6 separate regions of the Mus musculus genome follow, and all the other regions are linked to region 2. A link is a contact called in public promoter capture Hi-C data. All regions are on one chromosome and are shown on one strand. Each heading gives the region's core, a stretch centred on a gene start, on an enhancer-like site or on the middle of the called end of the contact. The rest is flanking DNA. Distances are from core to core; before and after follow the strand shown.

What was found. Promoter capture Hi-C pulls out the DNA fragments that hold promoters and counts their contacts. Capture Hi-C pulls out chosen DNA fragments and counts their contacts.
Region 1: a promoter capture Hi-C map of embryonic stem cells shows a contact between it and region 2. The contact joins the promoter of Rtn4r here to the promoter of Scarf2 in region 2. A contact is called at or near these places in 4 of 39 promoter capture datasets (the C10 cell line, embryonic stem cells and liver), 2 of 484 Hi-C or Micro-C datasets (both in embryonic stem cells), 1 of 115 datasets of contacts at active chromatin or transcription factors (embryonic stem cells) and 1 of 9 other capture datasets (adipose tissue).
Region 3: a contact with region 2 is called in a promoter capture Hi-C map of adipose tissue. The contact joins the promoter of Lztr1 here to the promoter of Scarf2 in region 2. A contact is called at or near these places in 2 of 39 promoter capture datasets (cranial neural crest and hippocampal neurons), 1 of 484 Hi-C or Micro-C datasets (CD4 T cells), 3 of 115 datasets of contacts at active chromatin or transcription factors (embryonic forebrain, fetal liver and memory CD8 T cells) and 2 of 9 other capture datasets (adipose tissue and liver).
Region 4: a contact with region 2 is called in a promoter capture Hi-C map of adipose tissue. The contact joins the promoter of Dgcr6 here to the promoter of Scarf2 in region 2. A contact is called at or near these places in 6 of 39 promoter capture datasets (the C10 cell line, cranial neural crest, embryonic stem cells and 1 more), 3 of 115 datasets of contacts at active chromatin or transcription factors (large pre-B cells, pancreatic cancer cells and pro-B cells) and 2 of 9 other capture datasets (adipose tissue and liver).
Region 5: a contact with region 2 is called in a promoter capture Hi-C map of embryonic stem cells. The contact joins the promoter of 4933432I09Rik here to the promoter of Scarf2 in region 2. A contact is called at or near these places in 6 of 39 promoter capture datasets (the C10 cell line, the SN4741 cell line, cranial neural crest and 2 more), 2 of 15 datasets of contacts at CTCF or cohesin (embryonic stem cells and large pre-B cells) and 1 of 115 datasets of contacts at active chromatin or transcription factors (pancreatic cancer cells).
Region 6: a promoter capture Hi-C map of adipose tissue shows a contact between it and region 2. The contact joins the promoter of Pi4ka here to the promoter of Scarf2 in region 2. A contact is called at or near these places in 2 of 39 promoter capture datasets (hippocampal neurons and pre-B cells), 4 of 484 Hi-C or Micro-C datasets (CD8 T cells, cerebral cortex and embryonic stem cells) and 1 of 9 other capture datasets (adipose tissue).

Annotation. Positions count from the first base shown.
Region 1 is chr16:18,126,157-18,129,914 of GRCm38.p6, forward strand. It overlaps Rtn4r (reticulon 4 receptor), which reads left to right and starts at 1,486. Exons shown (of 2, transcript NM_022982.3): 1 at 1,486-1,746. The coding sequence starts at 1,725. It overlaps Gm52241, which reads right to left. Exons shown (of 2, transcript XM_030249377.1): 1 at 2,485-3,758; 2 at 1,458-2,051. The coding sequence starts at 2,508. The coding sequence ends at 1,458.
Region 2 is chr16:17,795,755-17,799,690 of GRCm38.p6, forward strand. Scarf2 (scavenger receptor class F, member 2) reads left to right here and starts at 1,528. Exons shown (of 11, transcript NM_153790.3): 1 at 1,528-1,773. The coding sequence starts at 1,625.
Region 3 is chr16:17,506,197-17,510,108 of GRCm38.p6, forward strand. Lztr1 (leucine-zipper-like transcriptional regulator, 1) reads left to right here and starts at 2,487. Exons shown (of 21, transcript NM_025808.4): 1 at 2,487-3,022; 2 at 3,430-3,492. The coding sequence starts at 2,832. Aifm3 (apoptosis-inducing factor, mitochondrion-associated 3) reads left to right here. Exons shown (of 20, transcript NM_001291070.1): 18 at 34-138; 19 at 703-723; 20 at 931-1,286. The coding sequence ends at 970.
Region 4 is chr16:18,064,744-18,068,306 of GRCm38.p6, forward strand. Dgcr6 (DiGeorge syndrome critical region gene 6) reads left to right here and starts at 1,660. Exons shown (of 5, transcript NM_001289814.1): 1 at 1,660-1,856; 2 at 1,953-2,113. The coding sequence starts at 1,747.
Region 5 is chr16:18,211,967-18,216,077 of GRCm38.p6, forward strand. It overlaps 4933432I09Rik (RIKEN cDNA 4933432I09 gene), which reads right to left and starts at 1,897. Exons shown (of 3, transcript NR_015575.1): 1 at 1,871-1,897. It also overlaps a transcript of Ccdc188 not described here.
Region 6 is chr16:17,404,074-17,407,604 of GRCm38.p6, forward strand. It overlaps Pi4ka (phosphatidylinositol 4-kinase alpha), which reads right to left and starts at 1,792. Exons shown (of 55, transcript NM_001373955.1): 1 at 1,561-1,792. The coding sequence starts at 1,725. It overlaps Snap29 (synaptosomal-associated protein 29), which reads left to right and starts at 1,927. Exons shown (of 5, transcript NM_023348.4): 1 at 1,927-2,286. The coding sequence starts at 2,050.

The DNA.
Region 1 (3,758 bases), core at 236-2,735, 330 kb after region 2:
TCTCTAACGGGCAGCCTGGCCATCGTTAAAAATAGTCGATGGGGGAAGTGCCCTCTCTAAGCCACTGAGCAAAGATGGTAGCCCAGGACTCTAGCCTGGTCTTCAGATTTTCAGCCATGTCCCACGACATGAGGTGGTTGGAGCCACACCAGCCACTGGTGTGGGCACTGCTGGATTCGAGGACACTGGGAGAAAGGTGTTGGTCTAGGCTATAGGCCATGGCCTTCTGCTGGCTCTTTGAAGTTGGCTTTGGGTTATTCATCTGTCACTGGGTGGCCAGCCTCCCATGTGGTGGGGAGTGGAAATGAGAACTTACTGAGTCACATAGGGGTCAATCTGGTGGCACTTGGTGACCAGTATCCAATGAAGAAGTGGCCGTGAGTGCCTGCCCTGCCTTAACCTCATCTCACACATTTCAGTGACCTGAAAAATCCAAGTCAAATGAACAAGGACAACTGGGACAAAGCACACAGAGGTGTGGTTGGGGACACAGCCAGGGCAGGACCGAGCAGTGTAGCTTCCATATATGGCCAGAAAGCCATTCCATTGCAGGCTCTTCAGCGCTCTCCACCCCTGAAGCTTATGCCATACTGGGTGTTCTCTTTCTCTACTGAGACAGGCGGACCATGGGCCCTATCCAGCTCTCTGGCTAGATAATGTGCAGGACAGATACAGACAACGACCTGGCAGCCAGCCGAAGCACCTCTACCACCACCCCACCCCAGAATGCACCTAAGAACTCCAGATAGAGCACCCAAGCAGGAATGGGAGATGGGACATGTTGGGGGGGGGGGTTGCCATTAGGAACATTGGCCTTATATTGATCTGGCTTGGTGGAGGGTGGGTCCAGAGGATTCTTCGGACTTTGTAATCTCCATTGCAAAGGGGAAATGATAGGAGCTTGTGCAGAGGCAGGTGCAGACAAAGCCTGAGTGTCCTTCCTGGGACAGGGAACTACAAAGCTGGAGAGAGCACTACTGCGCTATTACACCTTGCCTCTCAGTTTTCTTACCCAGTCGCCTAGGACAGTTTCGAGCAAAGGGCTTTAAGGGGCAAGCGGAGGCGGGCCATGCAAAGGCCTGCTGCATCTGTCCGATGCCCAGGACTCCCTTCGGGACTCAGCCTGTGCCGCCACGCCCTCGAGCCCGCGCCCACGGCCGGTTCCGGGACGCGGTGCCCGCGGCCGCCTGCAGGGGCCGCCGCCTCTTCAGGAATGCGCCGCCTTTGTCTGGGACCGCGCGTGGCCCGTGCACCGGGTGGCTGAGCGCGTCCTGCCACTTGCACCGCGCTCCGGACACCCTCGCCTCCCCTCCCGTCGCCCGCCCGCTTGCCCTACACCCCGTACCCACCGGTCCGCCCCAGCGCGGCGCGCCCAGGTGAGCGCCCCGCCCGGCGCCAGGCCCCGCCCCGGCCCCGCCCCGCCCGGACCGGCGGGGAGACCGGGCGGATTCCGCGCGTCAAACCACATGATCCCATAAAACATTCATCCTCTCCTGGCCCGCGCTGCGAGCGCCCCGCCAGTCCGCGCCGCCGCCCTCACCCTGTGCGCCCGCAGCCCGCGAGCCCAGCCCGGCCCGGTAGAGCGGAGCGCCGGAGCCTCGTCCCGCGGCCGGGCCGGGACCGGGCCGGAGCAGCGGCGCCTGGATGCGGACCCGGCCGCGCGCAGACGGGCGCCCGCCCCGAAGCCGCTTCCAGTGCCCGACGCGCCCCGCTCGACCCCGAAGATGAAGAGGGCGTCCTCCGGAGGTGAGTGTCAGCGCCGCTCCGGAGACAGGCTGCAGCGGGGCGGGGCGGGGGGGACGCAGGGCATGGCTCACGCTGCCAGAGATGGAGCCGGGTCGCCGGTCGCTCCCGAGGGCCACCGCAGTGCCACGCCGCGCGCTGGCCGCTAGCAACTGGGCCCTGGGAGGGCGGAGCCCGCGGCAGCCGCAAAAGTTGCGGCTTTGCGGGAAAGTTGACAGCGACGGCGGGGCCAGGGATGGAGGGTACGAGGTTCCAGATGTTGGACCAGGGCCGGGTGGAGACTGAGGGCTGGAAGGGCGGGGTCCCACCTGAGAGCGCAAAGGCGGCGAATGGGTTAATGAGCGGGTTTGCAGAAACGTGGGCACCGGACCGAGATGGGGTCTGCCCAGCGAACCCTGCTCAGAAGCTGTTTCTTTGGGGTCAAACGGAGTAGGGATGAATACGGGTGTCAGCAGCAGCAGAGGGCGTGGGGGACAGGGCGATCCCAGAGCTATCTCTGGAGCAGGTAGAGAGGAGAACACACACACACACACACACACACACACACACACACGCAAGGCAATGTCTCCTCCTCGGAGATCGGGAGAGCTCCTGAGAGTGAGCGGCTCCATTGAGGGGCGTTGGTGCTCGAAACACCCCCTCCTTGGCAGCCCTGTGGGATTCCCTCCTCCCATCCGGTTGCAAAGCCCCCACAGTAGGGGCAAGGGAGGATGGGCTTCATGCAGGTTGGACATGCCTTACCTGGAGAATCTGGGGTGAACACATTGCCTTCCCCAGGTGCCCACCCTATCTACCCTGCTGATGTCCATGGTGCCGCAGGCTGCACACACGTTTCTTTGCACGTGTCTACATGGGCTACATACAGCCTTGCACACCTCCAGTGCACATGCATACCAAATCTGCCCTAGTGTGCACATGCACATAAATGCTATAAGCACATCCCTGTACTCGGGTGCATAGCTCTGTCCTCACTCCTGCCTACACACCTATGACCATACATGCATTTATGCAGCCTGCCTGCTGCGATCTTCATGCTTAGCACATGGTGGGGCCCCTTAACAAGACCCACTCCCATGGAGACACACTTGGATTTTGATTAGGGATGCTCCGGGCAGCTGGACCCAGACAGAGGGACAAGTCCTGGAGTCTCCTTCACAGTGCTTGAGTCTGTGTGTGCAAGTACGTGTGTGTAATGTGGTATATATCTGCACATACATGATTGTGTGCATGACCATGGGTGCCTTTAAACATATCTTCATGTTTCCGTTTGTCTCAGAGTGTGGGTGCCCTTGTGTACATAGGTGGGCTATGCCTATACCCAAATCTGGATCAAAAGCCTTCAGAATGTATTTAGGGGTTTTGTTCAGTGTCTCCAGCCCAGGCTGTGAGATGCAGAGTCTACCAGCTGCTCTCCCACCAGCCAGAGTTGGGGCAATGGTGGTCTATGGTGGGCTGGAATCTACCTGGGCAGGGAAAATCTATTTCCCAGCTTGAGGTCACCACTGTGATAAAGGGTCTGACCCTGGACACACTTGGCTGCCTCTGCAGTTCCACCAACTAGGGCATCCAACCCAGCATGGTCCCCCGAGAGGCCCTGCCTTTAGCACATTAGCTATTCCCCGGGGGTGACCTTCTGGTTAGCAGCTCTGTGCTGCTCACCTAGCTCAGGTGTTGTATGGGGTCACACCTGGCCACTCCCTTCACTAAGCCCCAGGCCTGTCTTCCCATCTCTGACGCTGCATTGTCTCTTGTCCTACTGCAGTCAGGGGAGGAAGATGCACGTCTAAGGCAAGACCTCAGCAGCCAGGTGTGGTCTGCACCAGATCCCACCTGGCAAAGGGGAGCCCACAGAGCCTGAGGCTGTGTTTTCTTAGAGTCTCCCCGTCTCAGCTTTCCTCATCTGTGGTTAGGCCAGCAGTCTGGGTTGTTGGCGGCATTTCTAAGCTGATGCCCACTGGGGTCAGTCCAATTTTCCCAAGGAGGTGGCTCTGTTTGTTTTAATTTTTCATACAATA
Region 2 (3,936 bases), core at 278-2,777:
GTGACCACATGGGAAGACTGTTCCTTTTACCCACTCCACCTCTCCCCTGCGCCACCAGCCTAGCCAGGCTGAGAGGGCTGAGGAGAGGCCTGAGGTCCTCCCCTCCCCGCCAGCCTGCTAACATCTATGGCCTTGGGCCTGTCCACTGCTCTGGTTCCGGCTCAGTCCTTCAGGCTCCCTGTCTACACCACCTGTCCCTCATACGCAAGGTGCCCTCTGCCGGCTGCCCAGGAAGATATTGTCTAACCTTTCCCTCAAGTCAGAAGCACACACACCTTGGTGGGACCAGGCTGCCAACAAAGGTGTGTGAACTCCTGCAGTCTGGAGCAGTCTGCCTCAGGGTCTCTCCTGCTTTGTCTTTTCTGGACCCATGCAGCTCCAACCATCTCCTGTCTGACCTAGGCTGTGGTAACCATAAGTACTGTGTTCTGCTCTGCCTGGGTGAAGCCAGTGATTCAAGGCAGGGATGAGAGAAGAGCTTTACTGGTGAGAACAGTAAAGGGTTAACAGAGGGCCCCTGCCCAAGCTGCCTCCTGGCCCAGGGGTCTTATCCTTAAGCTTGTGTAGAGACTTGGAGGAAGGATATCTTTAGCCAAGTCCAAGTCGTCCCTAGGATGGACACTGATTCTGCAGCTCCTTTGACAGGCTTGCTGATGTCATACTAAGGTCAGGCTAGAGGTTCCTGGTAAAGGAAGCTTTCTGACTCCGAAGACTTCTGGTTCTGCTTACATGACAAGGCTCACTTTGACAGCTGTTTAGGGAATGAGGTGCTCAGGAGATCAGGAGACAAAAGTGGGTATGGTAGAGACAGAGCAATCTACTTAGTGGCCCTGGTTGTCCTTATGTAGTAGGGGGGTCTCCATTCTAAGCCTTGATTTCACTCTCTGAACTTCTCCTTCTTAGGAGCCAATAGCCTTCTCAAGCTGAATACATGCCCTGGGCACCCAGTTCCTTCCTACCCCTTGAGAGGACTTCTGAGTTTCAGTTTTCATCTCCAGTGTCCCCTTCCCTGTCTTTACCTCCTCATTATATCAAAGACCATCACTGCTTCCTTCTGTTCCAGGCTTTTTCCTCAGAGAGCTCCTTTCCCTAGGTCTCCAGTTCATTCCCACAGGTCTTTGTCTACATCTTGCATGCTGCAGGAGATCAAGAGATGCTAATGGCACACCATAGAACAACTAGGGGTTCTTAGCTCCAGCCGAAGGCCAGTGTGTGAACCGGGGCCTTCTCCAGGACCCCTTTGCTCCCGGGCCTGGCGGCTCCAGGGCTTCTGACAAGGGGGAGAAAAGGCGCGGACCAGGACTCCTTCACAGGATCCCGCAGCTCCTTCTTCCCGCAGTGCTTCGCCGGCTTCCACCAAGTTCACCCCCGAGTTCGTGCATGGCCAGGTGGGGGCGGGGGCCGAGCAAAGAAGGGGCGGAGGCGCGACCGGAGGGTGGGGTCTGGCGCGCGGGGCGGGCGCTGCCGCCTGGCCGGCCGCGCTGGCCCAGGATCAGGGAGCCGATGTGGAATTTCCTGCCCGGCCCGGCGCCCCTCCTGCCGCCCCCCGCCCGGCCTCGCACTCCGCTTCCGGCCGCCCTTGCCGCGGCCGCACCCGCGCCCACCCGCGCCTGCCCCGCGCCTCATGGAGGGCGCAGGGTCCCGGGGGGCCGGGCCGGCGCGGCGCCAGGGAGCCCGAGGGCTGGGACTGCTGCTGCTGCTCTGGCTGCTGCCCGGTCTCGCGGCGCCCCAGGACTTGAACCCGCGAGGCCGCAACGTGTGCCGCACGCCCGGGTAGGAACTGGGCCTGTCCGAGGCGTGGGCGCGAAGCGGGCTGGGGGTAGCGGCGCCCCATTTCAGTCCGGGCCATCTAGGACCTCCCTAAACTGGTCACGCGAGCCCCTCGGGCCTGCCTCGCGTCTTGGGCTCGGTTCCAGGCCAAGCCTGGGCCCTTAGGCTGCATCCGAGGGCCGGCTGGACCAGAAATCACCTGAGGGGTAATGGAGTACTGTGGGGAGCCCCCAGGGGTACTATGTGGTGTCCAAAATGTCAGGGGAGAAGAGAAAGGAGCTACTCCCTAAGCCAAGCAAGGACACTCGGAGGGGACAGCATGTGCATAGGCTTTAGGAGCCAGTGGCTTGAGCCTGGAGTAGGGGTTTAGAAGGGCGAAGGAGCAACCTTGGGCGAGCTGGGCACTGGGACAGTCGAGACTTGGAAGGACAGATTTGTCTTGGTAGAGCGGGCGCGGGGTGGGAGGAAGATGGTGGTGAAAGTGAGCACGGACAAGGCTACACTCACGGTGGACCAGAAACCGGAGTGCTTGAGGACAATGATGGACGCGCGATGGGGAGGACGTGGGAACCCCTGTTGGCTCCTTGTGGGCGGCCACTGGGTGTACGGAGGTGGGTCTCTGAGAGGATCTTGCTAGGAAAGCCGGTGTGGGACAGGCCCAGCCAGAAAGCAGTGGAGCCCGGAGCTTGCGCGGAGGGTGAAGAGCGACGACGGCTGAGTAGGCGCAGAAGCCGAGGGACCTGTCTGCTCGTCGGAGCCACGACGCAGTCAAGGCATCTCTGCAGAGGCGAGGAACCCACGGTGGGGCGCCTCTGCCAGTGCTGGGGAGGCTGTTTTGGGACTCCAGGCTAGGGTCCCGGGGGGCACCCTGGGTCAAACGGCTCCCCGGGGTGCGAAACGTCAGCTAGGGTTTTGGAGGGTCAAAGTAGACGAGGGCTGCTAGCTGACCGCGCGGTTTCCGAAATCGGGTCGAGAGGACACAGACCACTCCCGGCCGCGAGCCCCGCCTCGGAGGCGGGGGGGGGGGGGGGCGCCTGACTAGCCATCTGCTTCGCATCGCCGCCGCCGCCTCGTCCCGGGCCTCCCCGGCCCCAGGAATGCAGCGGCTGAGGCAGGCGGGGCGGTGCCTAGGGAGGGCGGTCAGCCCGCACCAGGCCTTCTCCTCCTCCGACCGGCTGGCTGGGGGACGGGACTCCAGTGGTGGGTCAAGCTGTTCCGAGCTGGAGTTGGGGAACCCTTGGTCTCCAATATTTCCGCTGGCCGACCTCTCAGGAGGATGTCTGCCTCTGTAACCTACAGCTGCTTTGCCATTATACTCTGGCGGCAGACTGCCCCAGCTGTCTGGATCTGAGCAAATACTTAGATTTTCGGGGTCTGTCTCTATCTCTGTAAAATAGGGTTGCAATAGGCCTCAGCTCTTGGTGCTGGAGATGAGGGTGGATGCCCTGAGTGTGGGTGGAGAGTTTGTGGGAAGAAAGATCTCTGGACTGTGCTCACCCGAAGTCTGGGCCATCCTTTTGGTTACAATGCATGAGGTCCAGCAGAGAGAGGTGCCAGCTCAACCCGTATTCGAGGCCATGCACCTACAGCCTCCAGGCCTGTTAGTGCAAGGTCTCTGCTGCAGAGACCAGTGCCCTGTCTCACAAGTGGTTATGGAGTTGGGAGTGCCTTTTCCTTTAGGGGACACATGCCATGGTGAACACAGACCTACAGGAGAAAAGGAGATAGATCTGCAGGTATTGGGGCACAGTTCATCCTACACCCCTTCCCCCTTCTAGAGGATATCTTGGAAGCCCTGCAGGTGTGGGGTTGAGGGCATACTGAAGAGATGCCAGGGCCACAAGAGATGTGCCTACTGCTCTGAAAATGAGGCTGTTTTTCATAGAGGGGACACCTGCAGAAGATGGACTAGCTAGGAGGTAGAAGGTGGCCCCTGGAGGCTGGAGCCCAAATTTAATAGAATCTGGAAGAGAAAGCAGTTCTCTTTCTTAGTAAATGTAGTGTGAGCATGGTCTCAGCTTCCCAGCATGGAAGGACAGAGGCAGCCTGAAGAGGAGTAAAAAGGTTGGTTTTTTGACACTCCTGAGCATTCAGAGTTGTGATGTCATCCAGGGGGCAGCTGCTGTAGCAAGTCTAGTAGTGAGGGAACAAGTCACATGGCATTGC
Region 3 (3,912 bases), core at 1,237-3,736, 290 kb before region 2:
GTGGTCTCAGGCTGGGGCTCCTTCTCTCCATAGAAGTGACGAAGTGATTGCTGTGGCCAGCATGAACTACGATCCCATCGTATCCAAGGTGGCTGAGGTGCTAGCCTCAGGTCGAGCCATCCGGAAGCGGGAGGTGGAGTGAGTGCGGGTGTGGGAGACTGTAGGGTGTGTGTGGGTATCCTGGATAGGATCTATTAAAGCTACCATGGCAGCCTGTTGCCCGCTCAGTCCTATAGAGCTCTTCTCCTCACTTTCAGTTCCCATGGTTCCTGGGTGAGATGAGGGTGAATTTGGTTTAGAAGTTGACAGGATATGATTACAAAGAACCGGGTGTGTGGCCCAGAGAGGAGCCAATGTTGGGGAGTGGGGGGTGGAGGCAATGTGATTTGTGCTAAGCTTGGCAGAACTTAGGTGGAGAAACATAGTAGGTGATGCCCCCAGATATGCCATCCACAGAGAAGTGGGGTGGTTACATGACATCTGGGAAGCAGTGGACATGAGCCATTACCATCATCCCAGCACAGTGCCAGTGAGTCCCCAGTAGCTTAACCTGTGTACAGAGAACTTCCCAGGACCAGAGACAGGCCAGAGGTGACTGATGGCTATGTGTCGGGGTAAATCCTAGAGTGGAAGACTCAGAGTGGATCTGATAAATGATATACTTTCTTTGGCCTTCTGTTTTTCCCTCTTGCCTTCGAAAAGGTTGTTTATGCTACACAGCAAGTACGTGCATTGTTTCTTGTTGACTGTTCTCAGCCTTTCTTCCCCAGCCCAATGACTGAACCCTCCCACCTTGCCCAAGTCCATTACCTACGGGGCTTTGACACAGATCAGTCTCTGCTGCTGTATTCAAGAATCATTGGCTCATGGTGCCTAGAGTGGGGAACCTGTCCTCTTCTGCCCTGACCCATCCTCCTCTCATTCCTGCAGAACCGGTGACATGTCTTGGCTCACAGGAAAAGGATCCTGAGCTCTCCTGTGGTGGACTTGGGCAGGCCTCTGGGGTACCAAGGTCAGAGACCAAGTCCTGGGGCAAGTGCCAACTCCAATTTCCCAGGATCCCTCACTGTGGAATCTGAGTCCTCCAAGGCTTGCCTTGACCTGTCTGCCTCGCCTCCAGCCAGGCTACCACAGCCTCCAGAAGATGGTCCATTCCTAATGCCTCAGCTGTCACTGACAGCTGGGTGTAGAGGCAGGACAGGCTCTGCCTTGGTTTCCTCTACTAGGACGATTTTCCCAGCAAGCCCCTTCAACATTACCTTAAAATTAAAACGCATGTCTCAGCAGAACTGTGTCCTAGTGTAATTGGGCCGACACTTAGAGCCAGGCATGATGTGACACATCTGTAATAGTGGCACTCAGGACAGAGGCAGGAGGGTTAGAAGTCTCAGTCTTTTGTTTTTTTTTTTTAAAAAAGCTTCACAAGCCAGAGACAGCTTTTGTATTTGTCCACTTAAGAGAGGTGGGAGCTGGGTCCTGCAGACTCCATGCTGCCACAGAAACCTGAGCTCAGACCAGGAGGTGGTGGCGCACACCTTTAATCCCAGTGCCCGGGAGGCAGAGGCAGGCAGATCTCTGAATTCAAGACCAACCTAATCTACAGAGTGAGTTCCAGGACAGCCAGAGCTACACAGAGAAACCCTGTCTGAAATAAAACAAAATGAAAATCACCTCATTGTTATTAACTCACAAATACACTCTGCTAGATTGCAGTAGTCACTCAAAAACCTATCCAGTTGCATTCTGTATATCTCTAGGTTTTGTTTTTGTACAGTTAGGATAGCCATTGTGAAGCTGCTCTTGACTTTTACTATTTTACATTTATAAGCTCTTACCAAAAAAATATGAAACTAGACCAACTGACATTATATCCATTTCACTACATGTGTCCCTTTTGCCTGAACTTCCTGAATCATTTCACGGGTGATTCAGCTGGCAGCAGACTACAAATAAAACACACACACACACACACAAATTGTGGTGTAGCCTAGTGGCAGAGTGCATGCTGATCAAATCCTAGGTTCAAAACCCACAGCAAAACAGAGAAAGGGGCTGGAGACATGGCTCAGTGGTTAAGAGCACCAGCTGCTCTTCTGAAGGTCATGAGTTCAAATCCCAGTAACCACATGGTGGCTCACAACCATCCGTAATGAGATCTGACGCCCTCTTCTGGTGCATCTGAAGACAGCTACAGTGTACTTAGATATAATAATAAATAAATCTTTTAAAAAAAGAGAGAGAAGGAGGGGGAGGAAGAGAGAGGAGAGAAATAAATGAAGATACTGCTCTCAACTGAGAACCCAGAGGTGCCCCGCCATCGAGAGTCCCAGACAAGAATGCCAAGAGAGAGCAGAGGGGGAGCAGTGAAGATCAGGTTTGGGGAGCACAAACAGAAGGTGGACAATTGAGCAGCTCGCTTGCAAGTCCGAAACCTCATCCTGGAGGAGGGCGGGGGGATCTTCCGGGAGACAGCAAAGCCCGACTACAAGGCATGCCGGGAGCGTGTAGCTCGCCGCTGCCTTGAGAATGTCAGTGGTTTACTATGGTCTGAGTGCGTATCCTGAAAGAGGAAACCCAAATCGAGACTTGGCCAGAAATACTTTCCAGAATGTGATGTGCTCGATATACGATAATGCGAGGAGCCGGGCTGCCAGGTTCCTCGATAGCGAGCCGCGTCGCGGGAAGCGCGAGGTTTGTCGGGAGGCCCGACAAACCGGCCGGAAGTGCTACACCAGCGGCGCAGGGCTCTCTGGGAAGTGTAGTCCTTTGGCTCTGCCCGGGCGGTGGCCGTGAGTCCTGCAACCTGGCGGCCTATCCAGCCTGAACAAGGGATGGCTGGCTCCGGAGGCCCCATTGGGTCCGGGGCCTTGACAGGAGGGGTACGCTCCAAGGTGGCTCCGAGCGTGGACTTTGACCACAGCTGCTCAGACAGTGTCGAGTACCTGACGCTCAACTTTGGACCCTTCGAAACAGTGCATCGCTGGCGGCGCCTCCCGCCCTGTGACGAATTCGTGGGCGCCCGGTACGACAGTGTACAGGGATCCTGAAGGCACTGGTAGTAGGGACGAGAGCTGGTCTTAGGACGGGCTGTAGGGACGAAATCCCGTGTGATGTCTTGGAGTATAGATTGGTCGTTCCCAAAGCTGAGTTCCCAGGGAACAGCACCGTAGTGATTCTAGGCAGGGTACCAGACTTGTGTTTCTGAGGATCCTGTTTGGGTCCCTGAGCTGTGAGGTATGAGTGGGAAGTCTGAAGCGTCCCCGATGTATGTCCTTGCTGTCTGAAGAACTGAAGGATCTCTATAGATCTTAGCAGTTGAGAGGCTTTGTCCAAACTTATGTGGTAGCAACCATGTGTGTAGTCCCATTTCTTGGGTGCCAGCTGGGAGAGTTCCGGTCTCACCACCCTTCACCCCTTCTTTCTTTCTAGGCGCAGCAAGCACACAGTCGTGGCATATAAGGATGCCATCTATGTGTTTGGTGGAGACAACGGGTGAGTTTGCCTGTTTTGATGGAAGTGGTGGCAGGGGATGATGACAGAGAGAGACAGAGGATGGGAGTCATTAGCTATGCCTTGTGAGCCTCTGTTTCGCCATCTGTGTGGTGCTTTGCCCTTGATTCCCATGTTACGGTGAGGAAGACCCTACCCCTAAAGCCCTTTTATCCAGCATTCAAACGGCAGCCTGTGCTAGGTTCATGGAGATATCCTTGTGTTGAAAGAGGAGACAGCTTTGGAAGAAACATGCTAGCCCTACTGGCACTTTTCTTCTTTCCCTACACTTCTCTCTAGGCTTTGCCCAAATTTTTGTTTTGTAACATCTCTTATGGGGGGAGGGGCGCAAATGTGGAGATCAGACAACAGCTAGCAGGAATCATCTTTCTCCTTGTATGGGTACCAGGGCTTGAAGTCAGG
Region 4 (3,563 bases), core at 410-2,909, 270 kb after region 2:
TCTCAGGCCAGCCTGGAACTCACTATGTAGCCAAAGATGCCCCTGCGCATCCGACCATGCCTACAATTCCTGAGTACTGGAATCACAGACATGCGCCACCATGCCTGGTTTCTGTGATACTGCACATAGAACCCCACTGCATCTTGAATGCTAGGCAACGCTCTACCAACTAAGCTACATCCCCAGCTGCAGATCGTGACTTTTAAATGTCTGATTTAAATGATTCACCATAATTTGGTATACTGTCAACATTAAATTACAGTTACTTTGGAGTATATTTATTCATGCAAATTATTTCTCCATGCACAGGTGTTTCAGAGGCTTTTCTATTGCTGCGAGGACACCATGAACAAGGCAACTTACAGAAGGGTTTGTTGGGGGTCTTACAGCTTCAGAAGGTGACTCCAGGACCACCATGGTAGAGAGCATGGCACCAGCCAGGTAGGCAGGTATGGCCCTGGGGAAGTAGCTGATAGCTTATATCTTAATTCAAAAGCATGAGGTGGTGCTGGTAGTGATGAGACAAGAGAAAGAGACAGACAGACAGACAGACAGACAGACAGACACACTCACACAGAGAGACAGAGAGTCAGAAAGAGACAGACAGAGACACAGAGAGAGAGAGAGACAAAGAGAGACACAGAGACAGAGGTAGAGAGACATACAGAGACAGACATACAGAGACAGACAGACAGACAGAGAATGTATGGATGGTGTATGTTTTAAAATCTCAAAACCAGCCCTCAGTGACACTCTTTCTCCAATAAAGCCACACCTCCTAATCCTTCCTTAGTAATTCCACCAACTGGGGACCAAGTTTCCAAATATCTGAGGCTATGGGGTCATTTGCATTCAAACTTCACAAGGTTTCTTCACTGTAATTTATGTTACCCAGATCTGAATTCACTACTTCAGAGCTTATCGTGGCAAAAGGGAAAACAAAAAGAAAGTAACCAGGATGATTCAACAGAGTTATATTTTTAAAATAGTAATAAAAGGGAAAAAGATGGCACATCAGGGAATGTAATTTTTATTTAAAAAAACGCTGTAGGAAGGTGTCATTTCTCTTATTCATGCTGCAAACTAAATTATGAATGTGGACACTGTCAGGGGCTGGGGCTGGCTCAGTAGGTAAAGGACTGTTGAGCCAGCATGAATTCAACTTCACAAGACTCTTTTCTCATCTACTCTCCACTTCCAGGCAGTCGCTGAGGTTTCCTTGTGGGGGTGGGGTATCCTTTAACGCTAATAAAATTGTCCTAAAGTCTTTTATTAATGAGAATAAGAACCCTAAAGAGAAGCTGGCTCTCCTCCGTACTGTTTTCCTGAGGTCCCCCAGGGTGGATCACAACCCGCTGGGAGTGTCCAGCTTCCAGTGGCCTCAGTCTGCGCACACTAGGCGCAGGCCAGACTGGCTTCTTTAAAACACCCAGCAGGCCAGAGTTGCTTCTTTAAAACACCAGAATGCAGAGCCCTGGGCGCGCACCTCCAAGGTCAGCACCACTTGGGAGCTCAGCGAGCCCCTATTTCTTCTCCCTAGGACAAAGCGCTTACAAGCAGTCTCCCTGGTGGGTGGAGCGCGTCTTATTGTGCCTGACGCACCACGGTGAACGGCCGGAGACCGACCGGAGGGGCGGGGCGCATGCGTCGTTCGCGCTGGAGAATGACGTGAGGGGGCGGGGCGCGCCGGGGCACCCTAGGAGACCGAGTAGAGGGGCGGCGGGGGACCGCGCGGTAAACCGCGCGATGGACCGCTATGCGGCCGCCGGGGATGAGGCGGCGGATCGGGCCCGGCAGCAGGAGCGGCACTACCAGCTGCTGTCAGCACTACAGAGCCTGGTCAAGGAGCTGCCCAGGTGCGCGGCGACGGGCGGCGGGAGGACCGGGGCCGGGGCCGGGGCCGGAGCCGGGGCCAGGGCCGCGGCCGCGCTCACCCGGCGATCTACCCGCAGCTCCTTTCAGCAGCGCCTGTCCTACACCACGCTCAGCGACTTGGCCCTGGCGCTGCTCGACGGAACGGTGTTTGAAATCGTGCAGGGTCTTCTGGAGATTCAGCACCTCACTGAGAAGAGCCTCTACAACCAGAGACTGCGGCTGCAGAACGAACACCGAGGTGCAGGGGGCGACGGGACCTTCCCTAGGGCGTCCCTAGCCGCGGGAGCCTCGGGTCAGGGGGTGCAGAGCCATGCTGATCCTTTTAGTCTGCTGTCCAGAAACTTCTTACTCGCGTTCCCTAGAGTACCCACATCCTCCTAGGCTTGATGGACCTCGCTGCTTGTAGGTCTGTTGATAGCTGTGTGCTACCACAGAGATAATCCATTATTCCAGCACCTTCCCATTGAGTATCAGGCTTGATCACCTCCTCCTATAAATTATACTAGGCATCTTCCGTTGTACCATCAGATCTCCTTTCCATTTTATTTGTTCAAGCTTGACTCGGTTCAAACATTTTAGGAAAGAATAGTGTGACGATGTCCCCATGCTACGTTATAGATCTTTGGGCTTTGTTATTGCTTTGGATTTTGAAACTGAGGACTGAACCCAGGGCTTCTCACCTGCTAAGCAGGTTTTCTATATTGGGCTACATTTACATGCAAACATACTCTGCCTTTCTGGCAATGCCTGTGTGCTGCCAGACAGGATTTTCCCATTAGAGATAGGTGTTGGATTTTGTTGAAATCTTTTGCAGTTCCTGTGGAGATGATCAGATGGTTTTGCTGTTACTCTCGTGAGACATTGATTTCTAAATCCCAGAAAGGAATTGTATTCTAGGAATGCATCTTGTAATATTTGTGTGGGGATGAAGGTAATGCCTCAGAATGTGTTGAGAAGTCTCTTGTTCTCCGAGAGCTTTAGTTCTTCACCAAATGTTTGAGTGGCTGTGCTTTTTCTTTTTTTTTTTTTTTTTTTTAATAATTTTTTTTTTTAGATTTATTTATTTATTATATGTAAGTACACTGTAGCTGTCTTCAGACACACCAGAAGAGGGCGTCAGATCTTGTTACGGATGGTTGTGAGCCACCATGTGGTTGCTGGGACTTGAACTCCGGACCTTTGGAAGAGCAGTCGGGTGCTCTTACCCACTGAGCCATCTCACCAGCCCGGCTGTGCTTTTCTTTATTCTTTTTAATGTTTTGATGGAGGTATGTGGTATATCTAGTTCACAAGCCTAAAGTACACGACTAAGTTCATTCTTTTCCATTTTGGTTTTCCGAGACTGTTCCTCTGTGTTGTCTAGAGCTGGCTGTCCTGTCTCAGCCTCTCCAGTGGTGAAATTCCAAGTCTGGGCCAGGCCCTACCTTGCTCATCCTTTCCAGTAAGCAGGAGGAGGCTTTGTTCCTTCTGTTGCTTCCACCATTCTTCCAGCACTTGCTTCCATCACCAGGAAGGAAAGACACCACTGACTTCTTCTTCCCCTGATTTCACTGTGGAGCTGCTCATCATCCTATAGAGCCCTTTTGGGTGGGATGTTCTTGGTACCTGCTTCAAGCCTTTGCTAGTTGTCTTTCAGAAGGCTTGAACTAGGCTGATACACCTGGCAGTGAGTGCCTCTGCTGCCTTCA
Region 5 (4,111 bases), core at 647-3,146, 420 kb after region 2:
CCTGGTGCAGGGTTGAGGCACCATCTGGTGGCAAGTCTGGGAACTGCAGTCTACTCCTGCTCTGCCTGCCATCAGCATCGAAGCCAGGAGCCAGCTTTTGGCAGCTTAAAGTGATCTCTCTCATTTGTTCACAGTCCCACTTTAACCTGAGGGTCTTTATGTCATCAGGATACAGAAATAGGCCTTTGGAGTTTATAGCCTGGCACTGTTGCCTGCGCTGACAGGTAGGCCAGTATCTATCAAGAGTGGGGTCAGATAGAATACAACAGGAAAGATAAGAACCCAGGTTCTAGCCCCAGTAAGGTGAACTGGTACTGACCGCCAGGCAGCCCATTCATGCTGACTTTCTGGACACCACTGTCCATCTGGAAGTAACAAGAGACGAGATCTGACTCCTAAGAAAGGAGAGGGTCCTCAGCTTGGGCAGGGGTGCTTACGCTCAGCAGCCTAGTGGAGCACAGCATGGCGGTCAGCAGGCCACCTCCCAGTACAAGGCCTCAGAGCCCCCGACATCCTGAAATGATGGCTGTCTACTGGGACTGTGTCTTTCACAAGGGTTGTCTTTAGCACTCTTACTGTCTTTCTGACTGTTAAAGTTAAAAATACGAGTGGCCAAGAGCACTGACCGCTCTTCCAGAGGCCATGACTTCAAATCCCAGCAACCACACAGTGGCTCACAACCATCTCCAATGGGATCCAGTGCCCTCTTCTGGTGTGTCTAAAGACAGCTACAGTGTACTCACATAAAATAGATAAATCATTTTTTAAAAAAAATATGAGCAGTGGCTTCCAGAGAGTGACCACAGAAGAGAGGAGCAAACAGCCTGTCACCACATACATTCTAGGAGCAGAAAGTCCATGTCCAGTACTGAGCGCCCCATGGGTGTGCCTTTCCTCCAAGAGCTTCAACCTCTGGAGCTGGGAATTCCTAGAAGACCTCAAGGACCCAGCCCACCTAGTGCCCTCTTTGTGGGGATAAGACATGGAGACAGGATTTTACTGTGCATCCTAGGTTGGCCTCAAACTCATGGCAATCCTCCTGCTCTAGCCTTACAAAATCCTGATACACACAAGCATGAAGTAGCATGCCTAGCTCTGAGACCTTCTTTTGCCCACACCATGGTCTCAGGACCCTGCTTGCTCTGCACTCCCCACTCCCTGCAGACTGGAGAAGGCCGAGAAGGTCACACAGCTCTCAGAAACTCATGTCTACTTTGCCAGGAACAGAGAGGCCTAGCAGCCCCTACCTTCTGGCCCTGGGGTGACTTCATCACACAGACCACTTCATCCCTCATCTGCCCCTCTGCCACCTGGAAGGTCACAGGCTGTGACTCAGAGCCAAGTGTCATCTTGCCTCTCTAACAGAGCAAAGGAGAGTTCATGCCTAGGCCATACCCTAGGTCCTGGGTAGGAGATGAAAGGACTGGGCAGAGTCCTGGATGACAGGGTAATAATCCCAAGGCCACTCCAGGAATGCCTGTGAAACCCCAGACACATTCATCCAGGTTCTGTAGGATCCTCTAGTCCTACGCAGGGTGCTTTGGGGCTGCAAGTGGAGAACAGACTAGGTGGGTAAGGGCCAGAAGCCCAGGTTAAAAATACAGAAATGAGAATCTCTCATGGGTGTGGCTGGCTCTATGACTCTGAGTTCTACTCAGGCCCTGTAATGAGCATGGGTCATTGAGTGTCAAGGCCATAGTAAGGAGAGTAGAATCTGCCCATTTAGCCCCTGACTTCATCTCAGGCCAGCTGTAGGCAAGCGGCTCTGGATAACATAGCCTGTCCTCTCTCCTCTCCTCAGCATCCCCTAGGCACCAGCCGGGCTGGGGGGAAGGGTGGTGTGAGTGTGTCTGGATAGCTAGCCCCTTACCACCACTTCAGGCTCCTCAAGGCCATCTGGGTGTCATGGCAACATGGGCAGGAAGCGGCTGCCATGGCAACTGGTGTCCAGGGAAATGCGCTGCCTAGCAACAGGGGCTAGGGCCACTCTAGCTCCTCACAGCACACTCTAGTGTCCCACACTCTCTGTGTGTCTTCGAGTCTGCATCATCCTAGCACTCCCACCCAGTGCAGCCTCGGGGCTCCACACAGACCCTCACCCAACCCAACACACCAATCTGTAGGGTATTTAACATGCTAGCACAGCTCATGCTCATGCGGAACCAGCTACACGGCAGACCTGGGGCTCTTCTCTCCTACTAGACTCCCTCACCTCTCAGGACTCTCTGGAGATCAAGAGCATACAAGGACCGTGGAAAAGGGGGAGGCGTCTTCGGGGCTGTCTGAAAGAAACCAGCCTTCCAGATAGGGCACAGCCCAACAAAGGTAAGGTGATCAGAGAACATTGGGTTTCGGGTTAAGGTAGGCACCTAAGGTCTCAGAACATATGAGCACCTGAAGTGCCCTCAGTCCTTCCACGGCTGCTCAGTAACTGTAGCCCACGCTGAGCACTTGGAGCTGTGACCTGAGGATCCTAGCCTGCAGCCTTTGTGTGGTACTAACAGGACAGCATCCTGAGTATCTACTGGGCCCTTACCAAGTCTGGAGACTCAGAATATAGAACAAAGACACCACGACCACCACTGTCAGCTACTCAGGGCCTTTGCTGAAGCCACCCCATTCCAAAGCCATCCAAGGGCCTTCCTGGGCTCCCACCTCTGAGATCATCATATCCTGGTAACCATGAAACCCCAGAAAGAAACCAACAGGCAGAGGGCTTAGAAGCCCCTCCAGGGACCAGAGTGGGCAGCTTCTGAGTGCCGTAGGGCATGCTGGGGCAATTCCAGGCCTCTCCTCTAGTGTGACTGCCAGCCTCAGTCTGTACTGAGTGTAGAGATGCATCCCATACTGGAAAAATGCAGGACTCCAGCTTGTGTGCCAGCTGGGCCCCACCGGAGCTCTCATTGTAGCGCACACCAGCTCCTCCGCCACAGGTTTCAGTGGCCCCTGATGGGTATTCATTCCAGGTCTGCAAGACAACAGGAGACCGGCCGTTAGTCTGTAAGGGACTTCAGCAAACTGAAAGCGGGACTCAGCTAACTCGGGATACAAGTGGCTGGGAAGCAGGAACTGGCTGCAGACAAGCTTGGACTCCAGTACTGATTATGGCAGCTGTCAACAGAATTCCTTGGCAAACTCCCTAGGTCTCATCATTCCAGATACCAGAGCTGGAGCAGTGATATGCATGGCAAGAGGCCCTCCTGCTTCAACCTGGACCTCCCTATGGTTTAACAGAAAAAAAAAATACCTTTTAGCTTTCTGAACTCCTTCATAAACAGAGATAGAAAAAAAAAAACCCCAAACAGGTTTTTATTTGAAGAGTATCTGCTGGGAAGTGATCAAGAATAAAGGAAAACAGAACCAAAGAACCATAAGGGGAAAAGAAAAAGTCGTCATCAAAAGGTCTTGTCCTTCTCCAAAACCGCTGCATCCTAAAAAAAAAAAAAGAACAGGGTACCTTGAAAAGGAAGAGGCACTGAGGGGCTCACAGTGACCTCCAGCGATGAAAAAGTATGACCAGTGAGATTCAAACTTGTCAAAAAAAAATCCTCATGTGTTACATAATCCTTTGGTCAATTATAGGCAATATGTGCTCCCATAAGAATCATAAGAATGCATAATAGGACGGAGGGGCAGGAGAAGGGGAGCTGTGATGGGGTGTAAAGTAAGTGACTTAATTTTAAAACATCAGTATTCCTCAGACAGACAGACAATATTTAATACCAAGGATGGAAGAATAATTCAGCGGTAGATGCCTGCTTATCATGTGCAAAGCCCTGGGTGTCATGCTCATCACTGCTAAGAAAATGTCACATCAACTACTTATGCTGTTGGCATCATGATATAACATATCCCTCACCGTTGTGCTGGGAGGGCAAGAGTACACCACTGCATGGTCAGTGGAAGACAGTGCGGAGCACGCATACAGAGCCCAGTACTGCAACATGGCAATAAATGCCTGTGCTGACTGCTACCGCACTTATGATAGGACACTTTCATTTAGTTTAGTGTGTTCTTTGTGTTTGTGTTTTTAAAGGGCTTTACTGTAGAATGAATGCAGCTGGGGTAAGCTGTAGCCGCTCTCTGGCCTCTTGTGCTTTGTGCCTCTCCC
Region 6 (3,531 bases), core at 542-3,041, 390 kb before region 2:
AGCAACCACATAGTGGCTCACAACCATCCATAATGAGATCTGATGCCCTTTTCTGGTGTGTCTGCAAACAGCTACAGCATAATTATATAATAAATAAATAAATCTTCTTAAGATGTTGTTATTATTTATTTGTGCTTGTATGTGCTCATGCATGCAAGTGCCCATGGACACCACAAGAGGACTTTCTGATGCCCTAAAACTGGAGTTACCTTCAAACATTCAAGCAGTCCTAAGCTGCCAGACATGAGTACTGAGATACCAACTCCCTGAGTGAACAACAACTCCTCAGCACCTCTGCGGATACTGGGCTGTTCCTGAGTAGCATGGACTACAGGTGCATGCTACCATGTCCAGTCTGTATTCATTCTTTAGCCAGAAGTCGGGTTGGCATTAGATCTTCCAGAACCTGTTCACCTTGCAGGTAGGTGATACAATCAAGTTTGAAAACTTACAAGGTCAAAGACCAGGTCACTCTGCCTTTCCACTTTTACCCATCAGCGCGCAGGTGCACATGTCACCCAGGTTCTTTCCATCTTTCAGAAAGTTGAATGGACAGACAGCCCCCTCCCTTCAGTGCTAACATACTGTGCTGAGTCTATTTACACATTCCTGGGCGAAAAGCAGCTGACTATTATTGTTCATCCACGTTGTGCCTGGCCTTAATATGTAAACTCATCAAAGCTTCACAGGTTTTATAGATAAGCAAATAGGCTGTTAGCATGCAAGTTTCTTCCTCAAGACTGCACACAGAAATTGTAAATTTAGTCAGCTCTGACTAAAATCTGTCTTCTTCCTATCACAACATCCTTTTGTTGTTGTTTGGTTTTTGGGTTTTTTTTTTCCCCTAAAAGAAAGCGGTTAGCCTCCTTAATCCTGGGGTTCTACCCTTCACCACCCACCCAGTTCACCTCTTATCCCAGGTCCAAGCATATCTTTTATCTTCCAAGATAAGGACTGGCGTGTCTTTCTCTTCTGAAGCAATCCTGAATTTAGTTCTCTGTCTACTAACAGTCCACTGCATATTCCTGCCACTGCATCTTCTCGAAACTCATCATCTTTTGATCCAGTCTAACGCTACCATCTCTTAAATAATAATACGATTTGCATAGCTGTCCTTCTCCACAATCCAGTGAGAAGGGCAAAAAGTGTGTAGGGGAGGAGGGCGTCCCATTTCATGAGAAAGACACCTCTCCAAGGTCATTGAATGAAAACAAAAAATCGGGACCAAAAGCCCGGATTGGACTCTTGGTCCTTGGCTCATCCTACCACGCCTCACAGGCAGTCACGATGCTGCCACAACCCCCGCGCCTGAGATGTCACAGCGGTAGTCCGCCCGCCCACAGCTCACTGCCCTCCCACTCCCACCGGTACCAGACCTCCCAGCGTCCTGTCGACTTCCCGACTCCTCTCTTCACCAGAACCCTCTCCCACCGACCTCCCTACATCGCTGCCACCTCTATTCAGGAGCCCCTCTCTAGTCGCAAGTAGCCTTCTCAGACCCAGCAGCGTCCCGCCGCTTCGCCACCTCAGGCCCCTCCTCCTGTCAGTACGCAGGGTTACCTTCTCCAAGGATGCTGGTCTCTGCACAGCCAGGGAGCGGGCCAGTGAAAGTACTGTGTTGAAATAAAAGCCTCGAGAGGTGCTGGAGCCAGAGCTGGACCCCGAGCCGCCGCCGCCGCCGCCGCCGCCACCGCCGCCTCCTCCCCGGGCCCCAGCAGCCGCCATCACAGCGCACGCCCCGGCGCAGGCGGCTGGGTTCACAGCTCTGGGCTCGCCACCACCGGTCCTTACTGCGCAGGCGCAGAGGCGGCCGACTTCCCGGCCACCTGACCACCTGACTCCTCCCCTCTCCCCTCCCCCGCACTGGGTGGGGCCTGGTCCCCCTCTGCCGCTCCGCCGCCGGGTTGGCTCTGGAGGCGGGGCTCTAGCGCAGTGCTGGCGGAAGTAGTGCGCGCGGCGTCCACAGTGAATCCGCCCGCCGGCGCTGGGCTATCGACTCCTCGCTCAGCAACCCCTCCTGCTTCCTAGGTGCAGGCCGTCTCCCGCACCATGTCTGGCTATCCTAAAAGCTATAATCCTTTCGACGATGACGTGGAAGAGGAAGACACCCGGCCCGCGCCGTGGAAGGACGTCCGCGACCTGCCTGACGGCCCCGACGCGCCCATTGACAGGCAGCAGTACCTGAGACAGGAGGTGTTGCGCAGGGCCGAGGCTACCGCTGCCAGTACCAGCAGGTCCTTGTCTCTCATGTATGAATCGGAGAAGATCGGAGTCGCCTCTTCCGAGGTGAGCCTGGGGCAGAACTGAGCTAAACCGGCCAATCAATGCGTTATAAAAACGGGATGAAGAAATATTTTGTTTACGATCTTTTGGTATTTTTCTAATTGCCTACCGTAAGTTCATGGACATAGTGTAAAGAATTATGTATCAGGATCACCTGATGTTTACCTCTGGAAGCTTCCTTATCTATTATTCTGCGAGGTTAATTTCTCCCTCGCTGCCCTGCCCTCATGTCTAGTTAAAAAGTAAACTCCAAATAATGTTCTGTGTGAGAGTAAAAATGCCAAAGTGCGGCCTGTATTTGGGAAGTAGTGTCTGTTTCATTTACATATAACTTGTTAGGCAGAAGCCTCAAGCTGTTCCTCTCTAGTGGCCCAGTTAAAGTGTGAACTGTGTATGCTTCAAGTGCCAGGTGGTGCCTGAAGTACTGACGCAAAGGGAGCCTGTGTTCTTCTTCTCACATCCTTGACCACTTTTCACCTTTCTAATGGGAATATTTAAGTCCCCTCGCCTGGGCTCCTGCTCAGGAAACCAGATCCTGAATTGAGTCGACTCTTACCTTTGTAGACCGTGTGTTATTGTGACAGCTCTTTCCATCCATAGAAAATTTCAGCAACTAGGAACTTTGCTTTCCTTTAATTTACCTGTATTTGCATATGCACAGTTTAAGGGTGTCCCCTGAAGCCGGAAGAGGGCACCAGGGAATCCCTTGGAGCTGGAGTTGACAGATGGGTGCTGGGAACAGAAATGGTCTTCTGAAACTTCTTTAAGACCTTTTCTTTTTGAGGAGTTCGGCTTGGTGGACAGCCTACCAATGAAGCCCAGGCTGGTCTGGAACTTAGAATTCTTGGTCTCAATCTTTCTGATACTGGGATTTCAGGCATGTACCATCTTCTCCAGCATAAAATAAAGATTATTCCAAGACACCAGATTGCCCCTAAGTCTACTGGCAAAATAGTTGTTTTGGCAGAAGAAGAAATTACTGATATATCAGCCAAGAATAATCTTAAGTATTTTACAGTTTTGAAATGTAATAGTTGAAACAAAATACTGTCTTTCTTTACCAGTCTTCATCTCTGATCTTTGGCAAGTGTTCTCCTCTGGGACTTGGACAGATCTCTGTTGTTTTCTATTGCCACTGTTTGGTATTTTACCTTCTCCTACCTTCCCTGTTGTTGTCTCCCTGACGGCTAATGTATGTTCTGCCTCTAGGAAGTTGTGCTTCTGTGTACTGGATTCTTAATGTTCCAC